Regions from separate parts of the Rattus norvegicus genome. Here region 1 is linked to region 2. A link is a contact called in public Hi-C data. All regions are on one chromosome and are shown on one strand. Each heading gives the region's core, a stretch centred on a gene start, on an enhancer-like site or on the middle of the called end of the contact. The rest is flanking DNA. Distances are from core to core; before and after follow the strand shown. Region 1 has its middle 26 kb from the start of Ahi1. Region 2 overlaps Pde7b (phosphodiesterase 7B).

The links. A called contact is a pair of places that touch in the nucleus more often than the background predicts.
Region 1: a Hi-C map of Schwann cells shows a contact between it and region 2, with 6 times the contacts expected there. The contact joins two enhancer-like sites. A contact is called at or near these places in 2 of 12 Hi-C or Micro-C datasets (the Rat2 cell line and Schwann cells) and 1 of 1 datasets of contacts at active chromatin or transcription factors (oligodendrocytes).

What each region holds. Positions count from the first base shown.
Region 1 is chr1:17,554,430-17,558,440 of GRCr8, reverse strand. No RefSeq gene overlaps it. Among named protein-coding and RNA genes, the nearest start is that of Ahi1, 26 kb to the left of the region's middle. Within about 2 kb of position 1,635, at least 4 of the 93 cell types and tissues checked have an H3K27ac peak or open chromatin away from gene starts, as enhancers often do. A contact at or near this core is called in Schwann cells, where this site is marked.
Region 2 is chr1:17,260,317-17,264,819 of GRCr8, reverse strand. All of the region lies in intron 1 of Pde7b (phosphodiesterase 7B), which reads left to right. LOC134484962 (histidine-rich glycoprotein-like) reads left to right here. Exons shown (of 1, transcript XM_063280802.1): 1 at 1-4,503. Among named protein-coding and RNA genes, the nearest start is that of Pde7b, 50 kb to the left of the region's middle. Within about 2 kb of position 2,044, at least 40 of the 93 cell types and tissues checked have an H3K27ac peak or open chromatin away from gene starts, as enhancers often do. A contact at or near this core is called in Schwann cells, where this site is marked.

The DNA of each region.
Region 1 (4,011 bases), core at 386-2,885, 290 kb before region 2:
CCCCTCTCCCTCCCCTTTTCCCCTCCCCCTCCCCTCCCCTCCCCCTCCCCCTCTCCCTGTCCCTCTCCCTCTCCCTCCCTCCAAGTTCTGTGATTTCCCCCCTATCCTGTTGATAAAATTTCTCATTAAACTCCAAAGAAATGGGAGGTCTTTTCTTCTTTCTTTCTCTTCCTTCCTTTCTCTTTTTCTTTCTTTCTCTCTCTTCTCTTTCTTTTCTTCCTTCCCCCCTTTTTTGGGTATGTCATCTCTTAACCAAGAGAGCTATTTCAAAACAGATGAAGCCCAGATTATTGGCTTTAATGAAGCCATTTTAAAGCTTTTATATAAAGATACTCACTGAAGCATCGCAGTTAATATCGAGCTGAAAACAACTTATATACGAAGGCTGTTTCGTCAATATGATAAAATATTTTCTTGTCCAAGATGAGAAGTAGGAAGAGTGTAGGAAATATGGGACTAGAAGTAACAATCGCAACAAGAGATGCGCCTTCCGCGTAACCACGTAAAATTGCAAGTTTATTTGGATGAACAAATATGGAGATAATTGTGTTTGGGTAGAGATTGCCTGATTTACTTTTAAATTTCCAAAGTTCATGTAATTACAATTTAACTTTTTAAGTGCTTTATGATCATCAGTATTATGATATTATAAGTATTGCACTACACACACACACATATGCTCCAAGCAATGGAGAAAATACTAAATATTAATATTCTTCTTCTTAATTGTAAACCCAGACATGAATGAATAATGCACCTGACTTCCACAGTTGAGCTGCAAGCCTTGTGTGCTGGAAATATTTTATGGGTAATCTTTGTTTATTTTTTATTTTTCGGAGCTGGGGACCGAACCCAGGGCCTTGTGCTTGCTAGGCAAGCGCTCTACCACTGAGCTAAATCACCAACCCCGTAATCTTTGTTTATAATCAATGCATAAGCTCTTAAAACTAGCTTATAAGTAAAGGAAAACGTGTTACCGTGTATACAAAGAATGAAATATAAGTAAAGGAAAATGGGTTAACATGTCTACAACTTCATTAGACAACTTGGCTCTGAGCTTTGCAATGGGCGTTTGGTAGCCTTTAGTTTTATGCGCCTGTTTTTCAAAATATCCAGATGTCACACTTTTGCTTAACCATATTCAAAGTCATAAAGCTGACCACATGTTGGCTTTCAGGGAGACAGAAGCTAAGAGGAAAAAATTGTTTAGCGGAACCTTATGTCTATTTTAGATTTCTTAGTCAATAAAAAGCAAGTGCGTCTGATCACTAAGTGCTTCAGGGAAGTGCATGCTCCTTCTATGGAGCTCTGAAAATGATGCTCCAGGGCACACGGAAATAGTGACAGTCAGTGAAGCGCAGTGACACAAATCCGAGCAATGGTGCCAATGCTACCACAGCCTAGATCTGGTTGCTGGACATTTCCGCTCAGTCCACTTTGGACTCCAGTAGCAAAGCACTCCGACTCATTGATAATTCTACGCATGAGTAGACATTCCCAAGCTGAGGCTGGAGTTTGCTCTTAGGCAGGCACTATCACCGAATTCCCACGTCACAAAGAAAACCCAACTGAACTCTAGTATAGAAACGTTTTATTATGCGCTGCTAACAAAGTACCCCACAAGAGGTCACCAAAGCTCTAGGGTTTTGTGTGTTTCTGAATTTTGTCTTTCCTTCCAACCAACGGAGCAGGCAGGCTATATATTTCCTGGTTCTTGTTTTCTTTTTGCTCTTGTGAGACAGAGTCTTATTTTGTAGCCCAAGCCGTCTTCAAATTCAGAGCAGTCCTGATATTCTGATCTCTCCAGGGCTGAGAGTGTAGGCATGAGACTGCATGCCAATTTCCTGGCTTTCTACCTCAGATGAGCAACCGAGAATCATTGTTGATTTTTGACCAAATCAGCTTATGGCAGTCTGCAGCTCTCTAGGTCAAGCCTATAACATGGGTTTCAGAGAAGTCCTTACTACAGCGTACTGTTTTTATATTTTATTTTTGGGGTTTTAATTGCAACATTTCATCCCTCCCTTTCTTCCCTCCAAAGCCCTCCCATCTCTTTCACTGCGTGCCTTCAAAGTCTCTTTGTTTGCTAATTGTTATTGCAGGCATATAAATATATGCAAACACACATGTATTCTTAAATATAACCTGCTCACTTCATATAATGTTATTTGTATACCTGTTTCCAAGGATGACCATTTGGCACCAATTGTTTGCTTTTCCCTGGAGAAGACCGCCTCTCCTGCTCCCAGAGTTCATAAGTTGCCTATAGTTCTTTGTATAGCGTTGAGGTCTTCTGGGCTTTCGTCCCTCTACTTTGACTGTCCTTGTTCCGTTCACGATTAGATAGCCATGTTGTTGAGACTATATGTGTGAAGCTTATAATACTACCAGGAGACACAATCTTATAGGAAATTTCCAGAGACTCTGGCCTCTGTGATTGTCCACAGAGTCCCCTAAGCATGTGTAGGTATAACCATTGGGATCGAGCTTGACAACTCTATTTTGACTGGTTGTGGCTCTCTGTGGAAATAAGGACAAATGTTTATAGGTTATTGTTAGGGTTTATGCTAGTTTAATAAATTAGTGGTTGTAGATTTTCCTTCAATAACCACGACTTCACTAGAACTGAGCAGTTAGCTAGGTTTTCAGTATTGGGAATGACCTTCCTCTTGCTGAGGGTGTCTTAGGTCCAGTGAAAAGGCTGATGGTTACCGCTGAAGAATGTGTACCACAACTGCACCCTTAGGGTTAACATGCCATGACGATTGTTGCTGTGGTTCATAGGCATCATGACCTGTAGAACTGCTGGGTGCCTCTGCTCTGGATATTTGCCTGTTAGCTTTTCTTTACATCTTTATTATTATTTTCCCACCTCCATTCTTCTTCTGGATTTAGCTCTTTTTCTCATTCTCAAAGAGCTCCCTTTCCTATTTCTCCTACCAGAACTCTTTTAACTATCAGAAAATATTCTCAAATAATCCCATTAAAAAGGGAGTGGGCACTTGATAGCACTCTTCCCTCTAGGAAACCTTTCTCTGTCAAGTCTGCAAAAGTGAATTGAGATTTGCACTCGTGCCCACAGAGTACCGTCTGCTGTGCTCACGGAGACAGAGTCCGGGCTATTGCCACATACACAACAAAACCTAATGCCTGGAGGAGAGGTCACGTCTGAGAGGGAAGAAATGCAGCACTCAGGATGCTGCATTGATTAAATGATTTTCCTAATAGTATAAGAGAAATCTGCTTAATATTTGAGGCTGTTGCCCTCTACTCTACTCTTAAAAGATGTCATCATAAAACAGAAGGGACATGCTCCTTGGTCTCCATCTCAGGAGTCTTAGAGGCAATGACTTCACTCAGCATCTTTGGCTACTAAGGTTGTGGGTGCACATCCTGCCAGCAAGTGTCACATCTTCACTAAGGTCTCATCTGTGGAGGCAGAGGCTATAGGCTGAGAGCTTTCTGATGCCATATCCCCCCTTCTCTAGGTAAGAAGCATTCATTTAAAATAGTGTGATTTCAACATATGTGCAAAGAAAGGTTTTATTGTTGTGAATTGAGGGTTTAAACAACCGTATAATCTGTTTCATAGAAGTGGCGTTGCAAATTTAAAATTATTTGGACTGTAAGAGCTATAAAAATTCCAACACTGTGAACTCAGAGGGTGTTAAACAAGATGATTTCTAAGATTCCTTCTAGCTGGGAGATACAATAACTCTATTTAAATTCTCATGGCTTTGAGCTGGAGAACATTCATTTCCATTTCATTGAGGTCTCTTTAGGTGTGTGTGTGTGTGTGTGTGTGTGTGTGTGTTTTGTGTTTTGAATATTTATCTTATTCAAAACACTATAGTTTGAAGTTAAAAGTTAGTTCATTTAAGATTTATTTTCTGTAGTTACCATAAAGTTGAATTGCAAAATGCAACCATAATTCTGTCCCCTATTTCTTTCTGGAGAAATGTTTTATTTTAAAAGTCGTGACCATGGACGTTAAGGTTTTCTTTTAAAAGC
Region 2 (4,503 bases), core at 795-3,294:
ACACACACACCCTTATCCTGCAATACTTTTCTAAATCCTCACACATGGGCTAGCTTGCCATAACCCCTATTTCCAATTGATTGACCTCAGACCTTAGTTATTTTAGGATCGATGGCTTAGCGTTTCTTCCTGCCCACATTAACAGTTAGGCTTGATTGATGAAACCTCTTTTCTTCTCAGTATCTAGATCTTTGACACATACATCTAAATGCCACTTGCCTTTCATTTCTGTGGTCGTGAGATGACAGAGTATACAGCTTTGATGGTCAGAGCCAGAAAAAAACAACAACAACAAAAAAAAAAAAAAACCGCCTTGGACTCCTACTTGCAGGAGAGCAGGATTGTGACCATCACAGATATTTATGAGAGGAACTGAAGTAGCAGCCACTCCCAGGCTTTTGCAGCTGGCAGGCCTCTGAGGGGTGACATTTACCAATGATGGCTTCTTCCCTTAAGAAGCAGAATGGAGGAGCCAGGCAGAAAAGTAAAACCTCTTAGTGCATGGCTTCTCCATGGCTTCCACTGTGCGCAGCTGGTTAAAGACTATGCGTGAATTCGTAACGAGGTGAAAAAATAGGTTTATACCCTTTAAGATGAGAGGCTGTTGGGACTGACAACCTGGAAAATGTGATATGTGGTTTATTAGTTTTTGGTAGGGAAAATATTAGCCAGACGTCTTTTATTAAATGGATCTTCAGAATTTGAATTTGAAAATGTTCTCTGGTTGATTGCCTACAACTGGTTTCAAAGTCTATGTGGGCTGTGTTCTCATCCATCGCTTGGAATGTGAACCCCTGCATATACATGTGTGCTAACATGTGTCAGAGGACAACCCTATGGGCTGCATGCACATGTGTGCTAACATATGTCAAAGGACAACCCTATGGGCTGCATGCACATGTGTGCTAACATATGTCAGAGGACAACCCTAGGGGCTGCATGCACATGTGTGCTAACATATGTCAGAGGACAACCCTAGGGGCTACATTCACATGTGTGCTAACATATGTCAGAGGACAACCCTACAGGCTGCATGCACATGTGTGCTAACATATGTCAGAGGACAACCCTAGGGGCTGTTCCTCAGGTACCATAATGTCTTTTTGATTTAAAGAACAAATTGAGACAGGGTCTTTTGCTGGACTGACACTAGCCAATAGGCAAGGAAGGCTGGCTGGTTGGCCAGCAGGCTCCAGGGCTCTGCCTGCCTCTACCTCTCTGAGCACTGGAATTCCAAGTGCACACTTTTTAAACACGGGGTGTGGGAATTGAACTCAGGCCATGATGCTTGCAAGGTAAGTGAGCTCTCTCCCAGGCCCCCAAATAGACTTTTAATGTAGACTTTTTCAGTGAATGAGTTAGTGAGTCAGGACCAGATTTTTATAAGAATAAAACTAGAAGGTGAAATGCAGTTGGGGCACTGCCTTCTTCTCATCCCCAAGCTGTGGCCTCGGAGAGCAGAACACTTAGAACTAAGAAAGTTCCCGGATCAGGACCAAGGTGGTAATCCATGGCACTATCTAGGGGCAGCGTTCTGTGACTCCCCAACATCTTCAGGCTTTCTTCAATATCAACAGACTCTGATAGCTTGTTTCCATGGCTACTGGTAGCATCTGCAGTAGACCAGCTCCTGGCTCTCAGCAATATGCTCTTCGGGTCCTGGGGTCTGGATGATGAAGAGACGTGTACAGGAATGCCAAGTGTCACATCCTGAGCTGGACAAAGAACTAGAAAACAGAATGTCTGGGTTTCACTCCGGCCTTGGGCCTCTGGTGACCTTCTGAATGATTCTGGAACTCTCTAAGTTTCAGTTTCGACATCTGATCGGGAGTTTTCATTTTGACATCGTGTGTTCACCCCTTCAGATAAGGAAGCCACCCTTCCCTCGCTGAGCTCTAAGAGAATCCGTTGCACAAGCGTGGTGCTCAGATGGGTGTTTGGCTATAAACAGGAGAGCTGTTTGTGGGACTTTTCTCCCTACTGTTGTTTGAGATGAAAAGACTGCCTTTTTTTCCAGTATGTTCAGCTTTCAAAAGACACACTGGAGGAAGTCAGCCAATTTCTGCCCACACAACTTCCAAGTGACGTCAATGGGAGCAGGGCTCGCAGGTCTCTAAGCAAGTTTTGGCTCTTTATGTGAGGGTTTTTTTTCTTTCTTTTCTTTCATTTTTAGAAGAACAACTGCAAAAATGATTGCTCTCAACTCAAATTACACAATTTGTTCTTTTCTGTACCCTGAGTCAGCAACAGGCATTATGGGGGAAAAATAAAGCAAGCTCCCTTTCATGCAAGTCAAGTAAAGCTGGACAGTGCTGCGAAATACAGAATATTTGAGATTCTTGAAGGGATTTTTAAGCAACGTATTTGGGGTTCTGTTGTTGTTGTTGTTGTTGTTGTTTGGTTTGGTTTAATTTGGTTTGGTTTGGTTTGGTTTGGTTTGATTGGGTTGGTTTTTTGAGACAGGGTTTCTCTGTGTAGCCCTGGCTGACCTGGACTTGCTCTGTAGACCAGGCTGGCCTTGAACTTTGTAGATCCACCTGCCTCTGCCTCCTGAGTGCTGGGATCAGACAGATACCTGGATACTATAACTGTGACTTGAACCCTAGATTTTTATCATGTCTATAATTAGTAGAATGTTGTCCCGCGCCCAATGTCCCACCAGCAGGAAACGCACGCGCGGACACACGAATCCTTATTGTAGCTAAACGTTTATTGAATCTTAAAGAGAGGCCAGGGACGCCGGCATGGCACGGCTTATATACACCCTAGCGCGGCGCATCTACACCTGATTGGTCGCTTACCCATGATCTCATTAGGCACGCCCCGGAGTGGGCAAAGACCTGGCACGAAGGCACTCTTGCACATGTGCACACAGTTAACTTCCTGAAAGGAAGTCGGCTGGCGCGGCAGAGGCCAGCGCCATCTTGTAATGGCAAAGCTATTCCGGCCTTCCACGTGGGGCGCAGTGGAAGCCAGCGCCATCTTGTGGTGGCGAATGTTATAGTGGCCCTCTACAGAATGTACCTTGGGCAGAGCATATGTCGAATGTGTTTTAGAGGACTTCTCTAACGAGAAAATATAGCTCGTTTGGTTCCCAGCTCTTCTGTCACGGTAAAGTCAAACAAGACAAAGACTCTAAGGAGAATAGCTCAGGCGTGAGGCTCTTCACATAGGGAAGGCGTGTGTTAGCTCAGTCCACATAGCAGCTCCCTGAGGCGGTGTTGTTACTGCTCAAAGTTGATCAAGCAGCACTTGGACCTCAAACCAGGCTCCCTGGCTTCAATATCTACATTTCTACCCAGGAGCTTGTTTTCCTTTTTAAACAGTTGTTTAGCTGGGGCCGGAAAGCTGACTCAGCAGAATTACGGACCTCTCTTGTAGAGGACCCAACTTTGATTTCCAGCACCCACATCAGGCAGTTCACAACTGCCTGTTACTCCAGCTCCAGGGGATCTGACGCCCTCTTCTGACTTCCACGGGCACCTGTACCCATGTACACAAACCCACACACAAGCCAACACATGGTCACCGAATTTTGTCTATCTCCTTTGTAAAGAAATGCATGTACGGATGCCTGATTACTGTAGGTCTCAAGTAAAGTCGATTACTTGGTAACCTGAAGCAATGATGCACAAAACAATGTTCAGCTCCATCTGCTCCTCCTGACAGACATGGAATTAAATAACTCCCACCCATCCCATCCTTGCACAAGCTGTCTGAGCAAAGTCTCTCTCTGAGCAATGTTCCTGAGGAAAAAACAAACAAACAAACAAGGGCTTGTCCCTTGCCTTTGTGGAAAACATTTGAACTTTGTGGTGTGTGCTTTTTCCTCTGCAGCACACTTCCTCCAGGAGCATAATGCAAAGAAACGCAGTACAGCGTCTTAGGACAGGGGCATGGGAAATGCCTCTGATATTTGGGAATCTCTCAGTACATTTTAGGGATGATGTCAACACAGGGGAATTTTGAGCCGTCGGAATTTCCACTGTAGTCTGCGTTCCCCAAACTGATCTAGAGATGCTGTAATGGACATCATCTAAACACTGAGTTCTCTTTTAAAAAAAAAACTGTAAGGGAATTTAGTATTTTGTGTATAAAGACTGATCCATTTGGAAGAATTGGGGGATGGAGTTTAATGCTATTGCTGAACTTTTCACGAGCGGTCGGGGAAATTAAAAGTGAGTATACTGAAAAGTGTCCTTAGAAGGATCATTGCAAAAACATTAGAAGGTGAAATACAGGAGAAGCAGGTCAGAAGATAACTTGTGATTTCCCAAGGCAAAGTATAATACAAATCATAAACTGATTATTGTGGTTCCCTTTTGTATTTCAATAAAACGTCTTTTTCTAAAAAAAAAAAATTTACCAACTGAGTAGGAGGCCCTCAGGATTAAATTGTTCTCCTGGGTTTGTTCATATCACACTAAATGTCTTATTTATATTTAAATACCACATGGAATGGGCAGGAAGCTCTCTGTTTAAACTGGACCTTTTCAAGGTTGT